Regions from separate parts of the Zea mays genome. Here region 1 is linked to region 2. Evidence: chromatin contacts called from public Hi-C data. All regions are on one chromosome and are shown on one strand. Each heading gives the region's core, a stretch centred on a gene start, on an enhancer-like site or on the middle of the called end of the contact. The rest is flanking DNA. Distances are from core to core; before and after follow the strand shown. Region 1 holds the start of LOC100272462. Region 2 holds the start of LOC100280315 (Poly(ADP-ribose) glycohydrolase 1).

The links. Hi-C and Micro-C count contacts between places; a contact is called where the count stands out from the background.
Region 1: a contact with region 2 is called in a Hi-C map of leaf mesophyll, with 2.1 times the contacts expected there. The contact joins the promoter of LOC100272462 here to the promoter of LOC100280315 in region 2. A contact is called at or near these places in 7 of 25 Hi-C or Micro-C datasets (bundle sheath, ear, leaf and 3 more).

What each region holds. Positions count from the first base shown.
Region 1 is chr1:304,412,604-304,417,142 of Zm-B73-REFERENCE-NAM-5.0, forward strand. It overlaps LOC100272462, which reads left to right and starts at 2,401. Exons shown (of 1, transcript NM_001146935.1): 1 at 2,401-3,096. The coding sequence starts at 2,539. The coding sequence ends at 2,919. LOC100216602 reads right to left here. Exons shown (of 11, transcript NR_156716.1): 9 at 3,949-4,093; 10 at 3,776-3,868; 11 at 3,141-3,658.
Region 2 is chr1:304,252,977-304,257,274 of Zm-B73-REFERENCE-NAM-5.0, forward strand. LOC100280315 (Poly(ADP-ribose) glycohydrolase 1) reads right to left here and starts at 2,209. Exons shown (of 9, transcript NM_001153241.2): 1 at 1,494-2,209; 2 at 1,200-1,404; 3 at 831-935; 4 at 161-279; 5 at 1-36. The coding sequence starts at 2,041.

The DNA.
Region 1 (4,539 bases), core at 1,151-3,650, 160 kb after region 2:
GTATTACGCTCCGGCGGCCCGAACCACTCTAAATCCTCGCGTGTTCATGTGTTCGGTGATCGCTTAGCAAGACAGGAAAAACGCTTAAACCCCTTCCTCATCTTAGGATTTAGGGCGGGTGCATTCCGCCACCCGGCCGGAGAATTCCCTCTCCGACAGCACTCATCAAATTATCAAACAAGCAGTATTTTCAGTAGCCGCCGTGTAAGCAAGCGCCATATCGTCCAATACTCCAATCTATATTTCACGAGTCTTTTTTCTCTTAGGGGCCTTTTGGATTTATTCATTTCGAAGGAAATAAAATTTACTTAATAAAGTAGTCTATTTGACTTAGAATTTGTCATTCCACTACTTTCCAAAGCTTAGATATAAGTTTATATCAAATTCATGGGTGTGGGATATGGAAAATAATTTTATGTATCAACGGAATATGTTTCTACACTGCAACTTATAAGACACTGCAAAAACACGAGAAATGAAAAGTGTAACACGACTCTCTACATTTATCTGACTGGGGGAGATTGTTAGCATAGTTTTTATACTCGTCGAAGTCTTGCAAGTCTTGGATGTTTATTTCAAGAGCTTCTCTATCAGACCAATGGTGTATTGGGAGCAACATGTGTTGTTTGTGTGAAAGCAAGGGTGAGTATATAGCATACCCAACAAGTGTCCTATTTGACTAAGGTGAACTAGCTTTAGAAGTAATTAGGTTGATAGCATTTTCTTTTAGATAAATAAGTATTTATAAGCATTAAACAATTTTAGCATCAACCAATAATTATTAACACAAGAATATGACTTCCAAGAATCATTCTATCATCGTAAACACAATAGCTTTAATCAAAGAGGAAAATTATATCACTCTTAACCGTGAGCACGACTAATATTTCAATTTTAATTAACTCTGTATAGAGAGTTATACACTTTACCCACAAATCGTGATTCCTTTTTGCTCGAGGATCATGACTTCTCATTTGATCACTCCCGATATGAATTAGTAGGGTCTCACTATGAAATCTTTATAAAGATTCTCGTTAACTTCTTCAGTTACTAAGATATGACTTCTCTCCAAGGTGGTGGCTAACAAAACTAAACAAATAAACCTTTGCATCCATGCTTGGTAGAGCTAAGCATATTCCCTAGACCCCCATAGGAGACAACAACGAAGCAAGCTATATATTTAGTTCTTCTAATTAATCAGCTAAGGTCTTTCTATACTACCCTTATGGTTACATTGTTGTCTAAGTTGTATTCTCAACAAGCTGGTCCTTAGGGTGAAGCACTTGAGAAACCAGCTCAAGCCTTAGGTTGCTATAAACCACTTTTACTTACATTATATACAATAACACTGATTAAAGTATCATAAAATCTTATTAGGAACAAATTTGTCTTTTTGTTTATATATGTACAAGTTAAATTCAAAGTTCATATTTTCTAAGGTGATTGACACCATAACTTATGTTAGAAAAATATGTTAATAATTTTACACATCATTTTATATTTAGTTTTATATCATTAAAGTTATTATTTATCTGATCCCTAACCTATCAAAATAATTATAACAAATCATAATATATCTTTCTAGGCTAAATTATACTATTAGCTACTAACCAACAAAATTTGAACTAAAAATTTAGTTTGTACATAAAGAAATGAAAAAATAAATTTTGTTAAAGGTAAATTGAACCAACTCAAATGAGCCAATGCATAAAATAAATTTTAAAAAATTAATTTATTTGGTTGTGTAAATATTGTCCATAGGTAAAGATGTTAATAGATCATGATCCAAACGATTCTTCATAATTATTTTGAGCCTTAATTAATTTTAGTACAAAAATAAATAGAGATAGATCCCAATCTTAGGCGGTGTTTGAATGCATTAGAATAATAATTAGCTGCTAAAATTAGTTGAGGTATCCAAACAATTTAGCTAATAGTTAGTTAGCTATTTATTAGCTAGCTAATTCTACTAGCAAATTTTATCTAACTAACTAATAGATCTAGTACATTCAAACACCTCATTAATCTGACCTTAAATTTATAGTATAAAATTTTAGAGTCTATTACCACTAGGGAGTATTCCAAAACGATCTAAACATAGTTTAGGACGCAGAGGGTGATATACACTTGCACTGTGATAGTTAATGTAGAATTCAGTTCTAAAACGAGATACTGTAAAAATGCACGTGTCTGAAGACAAGGGTCCCAAAATGGGCAGCCTCCGTGGGACCCGCGTAGCCAGTGTCCCAACGCATGGCCACGGTTGGAGTCAAACGTACCCGCCAACCCCGCGCTCTGGCGTGTCCCGTCGGAGTCGTCGGACGCCTGACGCCCCCTCCATGCTCGTCGTGCTCTCGGATATATAACACGCTTCCACCATTCGCCATTGTTGCCGCCTCTCGCAGCTGCTTCGCTTCTTCTTCTTTCTATATACATATATAGACCTAATAAGAACAAAGACGTACGATAACCTGCTTATTTTGCGACCCATCCCGTTCCCACGCAAAGGCGCCGAGCGTGATCTCCGTCCGTGCCGCCATGGCCTCGCACCGGGCGCTGCTGCTGCTGCTCCTCGCCGCCGCGCTCGTCGCTGCGCTGGCCTCTGTCGCATCCGCCGACGACGCCAACGCCATGCCCACCATCCTGACCCCCGTGGCGCATACCCCGCTGGGGTCCTTCGACGGCGACAAGCCGGCCTCTGACGAGGACGCCGTCGACGACGACGAGGACGCCGCCCCTGTCGGCGCGCCCAACGGGGCCACCATGACTGAGCCCAGGGACGACGTCCCCGCCCCGCCCGGCGCCGAAGCAACCGCGGGCGGCGCCGCCGCCAGCAACGCGCCCGTCGCACTCGCCAGCGCCGCGGCGCGCGTCTGCGCCGCCGCCGCTGTCGCCGCGGGAGCCTTCGCCTCCTTCTGAGGAGCGGAGACTGGTTTCGTTTCGTGCAGGGGTTGCAAAATCTCTGCGATATTTTATTTATTTATTTAACATGGTCGCTTTCCTCGGTTTGATATTTGTATGTAAACACACAGCTAAAGCTAATCGTCCATTCGTATGTGTAACTACTTTCCAGTGAACATATCCAGGTTGTTTATGATTTTTTTTTTACATCAGCAACGTCAAAGTTTGAGGTTGCACGTGCTTCTCAAGACAGGCATCATCATCCATTCCAAAATTATTGTCACGACAAGTAGTAAAATGTCGAATTGCCACCTTTGCATCCATCCCACCCCCAACTGAACAACATTACACGTTATGGACAGAATCCCTTTGATATCTCAGAATCCTTTCACCTACTACTCTTATATGCATCACATAACCTACAGTACAGCACAAATTCGTGGGGGAAAAGAAAAAGGGCTTAGACCTAGAGCGTGGTTTCTAGTTTGAAACAAATTTGCCTCCTGCTGCATCTTCGTGTGATTCTTGATAGATGTTCGTGAAACTATTGCTCACTATGCCTCACAGCTATACCTCAGCGTGATGAAGCAGACACGTCTGAGCCACTGATTTTCAGTGAACGCATCAAAGCAGCAGAACGACTAGCTACGCTAACATCCACTCTCTATACTGCATCGTTTCCATTGTCTTGGTCCGTTAATTTGTGGGCATCCGGTAACATAGGTTTGCTTACCGAGGAATGATCGTCAGCTGCTTCCTGAAATTCATAAACAACCGAATAGGTAAAAACTCTAGTCTTTCGATGGATGCCCTTAACAACCTTTTTGTTTGCGATTTCATACTGGAAAGACATGTTAAGGAAACAACAGCATACCTTTTCTGATGAAAAATTCTCAGTCTTTTCATTTCTACTATGGTTAACTCCACCGTTGCTATTAGCTACGATCGGTCCAATTTCATGAGGCTCCTGTTTAATACCTATCATCAGTCAAAAAGACTTTACCTGCTGAAATTTACCATATACCAAGTAGCAAAAATAGAGACTACCTGTTCATCATTTTTGTCTCCAGAAGACGCATCAGAAATTTGTGCTCCATCTACGACGCTAGATTCAAAACTTGACTGTTCTGATTGTTCTGCTTGCCCCAGAACCTCTTTTCTCCTTGATTCTTCCTCCTTTAGTTTCCTAAATCTGGCGCAAAAATGCAGAAGAATAAAACATTAAAGACTTTCAGGTTAAACACGCTTAACTTATCCATTAACCCTTCAAGGGGGACAGGACAAAATTAGGCTTGTGACCAGCTTGCTCCAACCTATTCTTTTCTTGCTATTTTTGCCTTGGCAGTTCAATGCAGAGCTGGAAAAACCAATTTTTTATAAACTTACATTTTTATCTTCCTGTCAGACACAGCGACCTTATTTTAGAGTACAAATGAAAATTATAGATGCCAACTGTAAATAAGCACAACCACACGCTAAATGTGGCGCAGAATAAACCAAATACCCATGATACTACTTACTACAGTGCCAAAATGTCAGTAGAAGCGAAAGAGCCTCTAGCTAAGTTGGTTAGATGCTCTGAGTAGCACTCCTTAGGTCCTAAGTTCGAATCCCAGTGGAAGCGAATTTCAGGCTGAG
Region 2 (4,298 bases), core at 959-3,458:
AAATAGTCACCGACAAAGCGAAAGGAGGAACCATAACTGCAAGGAGACACAGGTACAAGATTCATAGTAAACTGTAAGGAAAATCATACATGGATCATATCAGTTACTTCTTGAATCTATGGACTAAATTAAGCAAAGGGTGGGTAGGGTTTTCACTAACCCCATATACTGTGAGAACCGTTCTGCACCAAAGATTTCTATAGCCTCGTTATCTTCCATACAAGACAAGAATAGCATACCCACAATCAATTCGGGGTTTATCATGAAGCGGATCTCTTCCTGTACCATATAAGGAAAAAAAATGGAGTGGTTACACAAAACAACAAGAGAATTGTAACATATATAATCTACCCCTCCATCCCATAAAATAAGGCATATAATGTTTTAGCACGGTCTTTAAACGGAACTTTGACCATTTATTTCTTTTAAAACATGCCATCAATAAATACAAGATGAGCATTATATTAAAGTACTCTTGAATACAAATCCAAATATATAACATGCATACACTAAAAATATATGTTTTGGCTGAATTATTAGTCAAAAGTTTTAAAATGTTGCCTTTTGAAAAAACATGCGCGCCTTATTTTGTGGGATGGAGGGAGTATTTGAGTAGTCATTTCAATCCACAGCAGAACGCAAAGGACCTTTTTAAGCACAAATAGGAAATGGTTGACAAATTGAAATTCATACTGTGCAGATGCACAAATTCATCTGAAAACTGCTGAGAAATGAACAGCATCACATGATCATGCAAACCATAACCAAAGTAGTTGCTACGAAATTGAAGAATGAGTGAAATAAAAATCTGCCGATCAAAAGAAAGGTACCTGCACACAACCCCAGGAAAGGGCACCTCCCCCCAAATATTTATTTGCAAAGTCAACTTGAAGGGCTTCTTGTTCTTCATCTTCTATGAAACCTGATGAAAATACCTACTAATGAAAAGGAACAGATGATCAGGAAAAAAAATTATAATAAACTTGAAGACAATTTTATAACCATTAGAACACAGACAGATCCCCCCTAGACGCATTTCCCCCTTTTATGATCAGAGACCTCTTCCATGTTACTAGTGTATACTTGAGCATTTTTCCATTTCTAGTTTGGTGGCAATAGCAACACCAGGAAGTAAACCATTTATCAAGTTGCGCCTCAGCTCCAAAATCTAGATAATTCAGTATACAGTGGTCTCTTACCGTGAATTGGCAGAGTGGTGCACTAGATGCCACCCACGCATGGATGTCAGGATAGGGAACGCCATCAGAGAACGCTCGGCGGGGAAGAACTTTGCGTTCAAACGAAACTAAACCAGTAGGCATAGAATCAGTCACCCTCTCGAAATAGTGAACAAGGCACCTCACTTTCTGCTCCTGGCTTTGCCTCGCATTGTGAATCAGCGGCCTGCGATCAGTGAACAAAACATGGGTAATCCAATCTTAGTTCTTTTCTCACTCATAAGCGAAATTACACAAAATGCAAAGAGGACATACGCGAACAGGCCATCGAAATTGATGGTGGGAAGGCACGCCTGGGCCCTACCGGCCGTGGGGAAGAGGCAGAAGAGCGCGCAGGTGAGCAGCGCGGCGACGAGCTCCTGGCTGAGGAGCACGACGCCCGCGTCCTGCGACGCCATGACGCGGAGCCCGGAGGCGCCGTGGCCAGCCTTGGCGTAGTGGTCCTCGAGCAGGGTGGGGAGGCGGAGGAGGAGGCGTGCGAGGTTGGGGACGACCTCGGAGAACCAGCCCCGCGCCTGGGCGCGTGAAAGGAGGTCGTCGAAGAAGAGCGCCAGGCCGTCGGCAGCGCGCGGGGGCAGCGCGGGCAGGGCGAGCGCGAGGCGGAGGTCGGTGAGCGCGTCGGCGAGAACGTCCCCCGAGGCGACGCGGCTGACGTCGGGGCCGAGCGCGAGCGCCCGGAGCGACTCCTGCGCCGCCGGCGGCCAGAAGAGTGCGCCGCCGCGGAGGACGACGGGGAGGAAGGGAAGCGCCGAGCGCAGGTCGCCGCGCGCCTCCAGGGCAGAGGCCGCCGCCGGCTCCTCCATTGCGGCGGGGGCGGAGGAGCGAGTGGGTCTGGGTCCGGCTCGGTCAGCTCGGCCGCGAGCCCATGCGGTTTGGGCTTCGGGCCGCCACCCCCACCCGAGCGGAGTCCACACGGTTACCGCGTCAGGCTGACGACAGCTTGGCGGAAATGGCGGGGTGGGAGGACAAGGTTGACGTCGGCAACACCGACGGTGCGCGGCGACGAGATCCACTAGGATTCGAGTCGGGCCTGTTCGCTTCTTTCGGAACGACGGGCCGGAATAATTCTTTCACTAATTTATATAGTTTTTATAAGTTGGAATAGTTTTAAATGTATTTCAAAATAACCGAACAGACTCTTAAGTTATTTCCAACCATTCCTCCTCCTAAATCCCCATATTAGTACTTTCTATTCATATTTAAATACCTCCCCGTCAACTATTCTTCCCCTATTTCTCCTTCTCTCCAACTATTTCCCTTATTCAGCTCCCCTTTACTCTTTAGCTGGGCTATTTGACTTTTATACCTTAGTTTTTGGAGTTTTAAAAAAATACTATCATATTTGTAGTACCATAATACATATTGTTATCTGCTAATTACACTCAAAGAAGGTTAATTTTACACTAAATACAATCAATTAGTGGAGAGGAGGAGCTTCCACGGGGGAAATCCGGCTTCACCCTTGCATGCAGGGCCCCGAGGGGGAGCCATTGGGCGGCGTCGGGGCGTCCCTGGCCACCCTCGAGCAGGCAGGGAGAGGGGGCCAGGAAACCGTTGGAGGCAGCCTGAGAGTTAAGACATTTGATAATTTTAGCGACGAGTGAGATGCACCAGCGGTTCACAAACTAGACACGTTTAAGCTCCGAATTCAGAAAACCACAAAACATGTACTCAAACTTTATCTGGCCATGTAAAATCGTCCAAAACTTTATCTGTCCATACAAAACCGTCCAGACCAAGACCATGGATAGCACAAACCTCCTGCCACAAACTTGATCTTTTCTTTCCCACCAAGCATGGATAGCACAGTCTCCAGCGAGCCAAACATGACCATTGGTGAGCTGGCCTAACCTCAAGTGGGCTCTCTATGCTTTAAACTTTCCACATTACCGAAAAGTACTGCAAGATAGGAAAAACAGTAACAACGTAGACAAATAGCAATATAGGGTTCGAAATAATGTTCAATGGTTTAAAAGTTCATGATATGGAAATGACTAGTAAATTCCTAAAGGAATGAGCCTCCCAAACAATGAGAAAAGGCTTATCTAGATCCATACCTTATATACCATGTAAAATTGTGACTGCGCATAAACCTGACTACCAAAACATTTCCAAACCCATCACGGGCTTGACCAGTGATGCGTCCTCTTCTCTACATGTTGACGTCGATTTGGGCGCCAAACACCGGAGATGAACTACCTGGCGGTGCTCTCTGCGGAAGCGCGGACAGTCTGTGGCCCTGGGTCGGACGGTCCGCGAACTAGGCACAAGAGCGGCTGCGTACGTCTGGACGGTCCACGCCTGGGGCTCGAACGGTCCGCGATAGTGTAGAGGGTCGTCTTCTTTGCAGCAGACCTAGATCTCGTCTCCCGGGAGGGACCCCGTCTGGGAGGAGAGATCCTAGAGTGTGTTTTGGAGTCGGCAGGCCACCCAATACGTCTCTAGTCGACGTAGAGCCGAAGAGAGGTGAAGATTTGAGGTAGAGAAAGGCTAAACTAGGGCTACTCCTAATGCATAAGGTAAAAATGATAAGTAGAATTGATTGGATCGATTGTGGGGGTTCAATCGACCGTAACCCTTCATCTATATAAAGGGAGGAGGTCTGGACCCATTACAAGTCGGTTCTCGAGTTAATCCTGCATGTTTAGCTAATAAATCCCGCAAGAAATCTGGAACCCTAACTGATTCTGCGCACGCGTGGACCGTCCGTGCCGCCACCGCGGACCGTCCGGCCCTAGGGGCGGACAGTCCGCATGCCAGTTTCGGTGCTCAACATATGCCCCCTGTCTTTTGGTGGAGGTTGACGAACCAAAAGCATATGTACTGATAGCATCCTTCGGGAAATAATATATCTCACAAGTCACTTTGTTCCCGAAGTAAGAACTAAGCCTGATGCAAGTCACCGGCTTTTCAATCCGATAAGGTGATCATTCAATAGAGCTCTAATGCATAAGGCCGTTTTGGATTGTATCTTTCTCGGCCATGGCCATTCGATCAATGGATCAAAAGGTATAGAATGGAGGTGCCCCCCAGCCTGAATAGGCAAAGGGACTATGCATG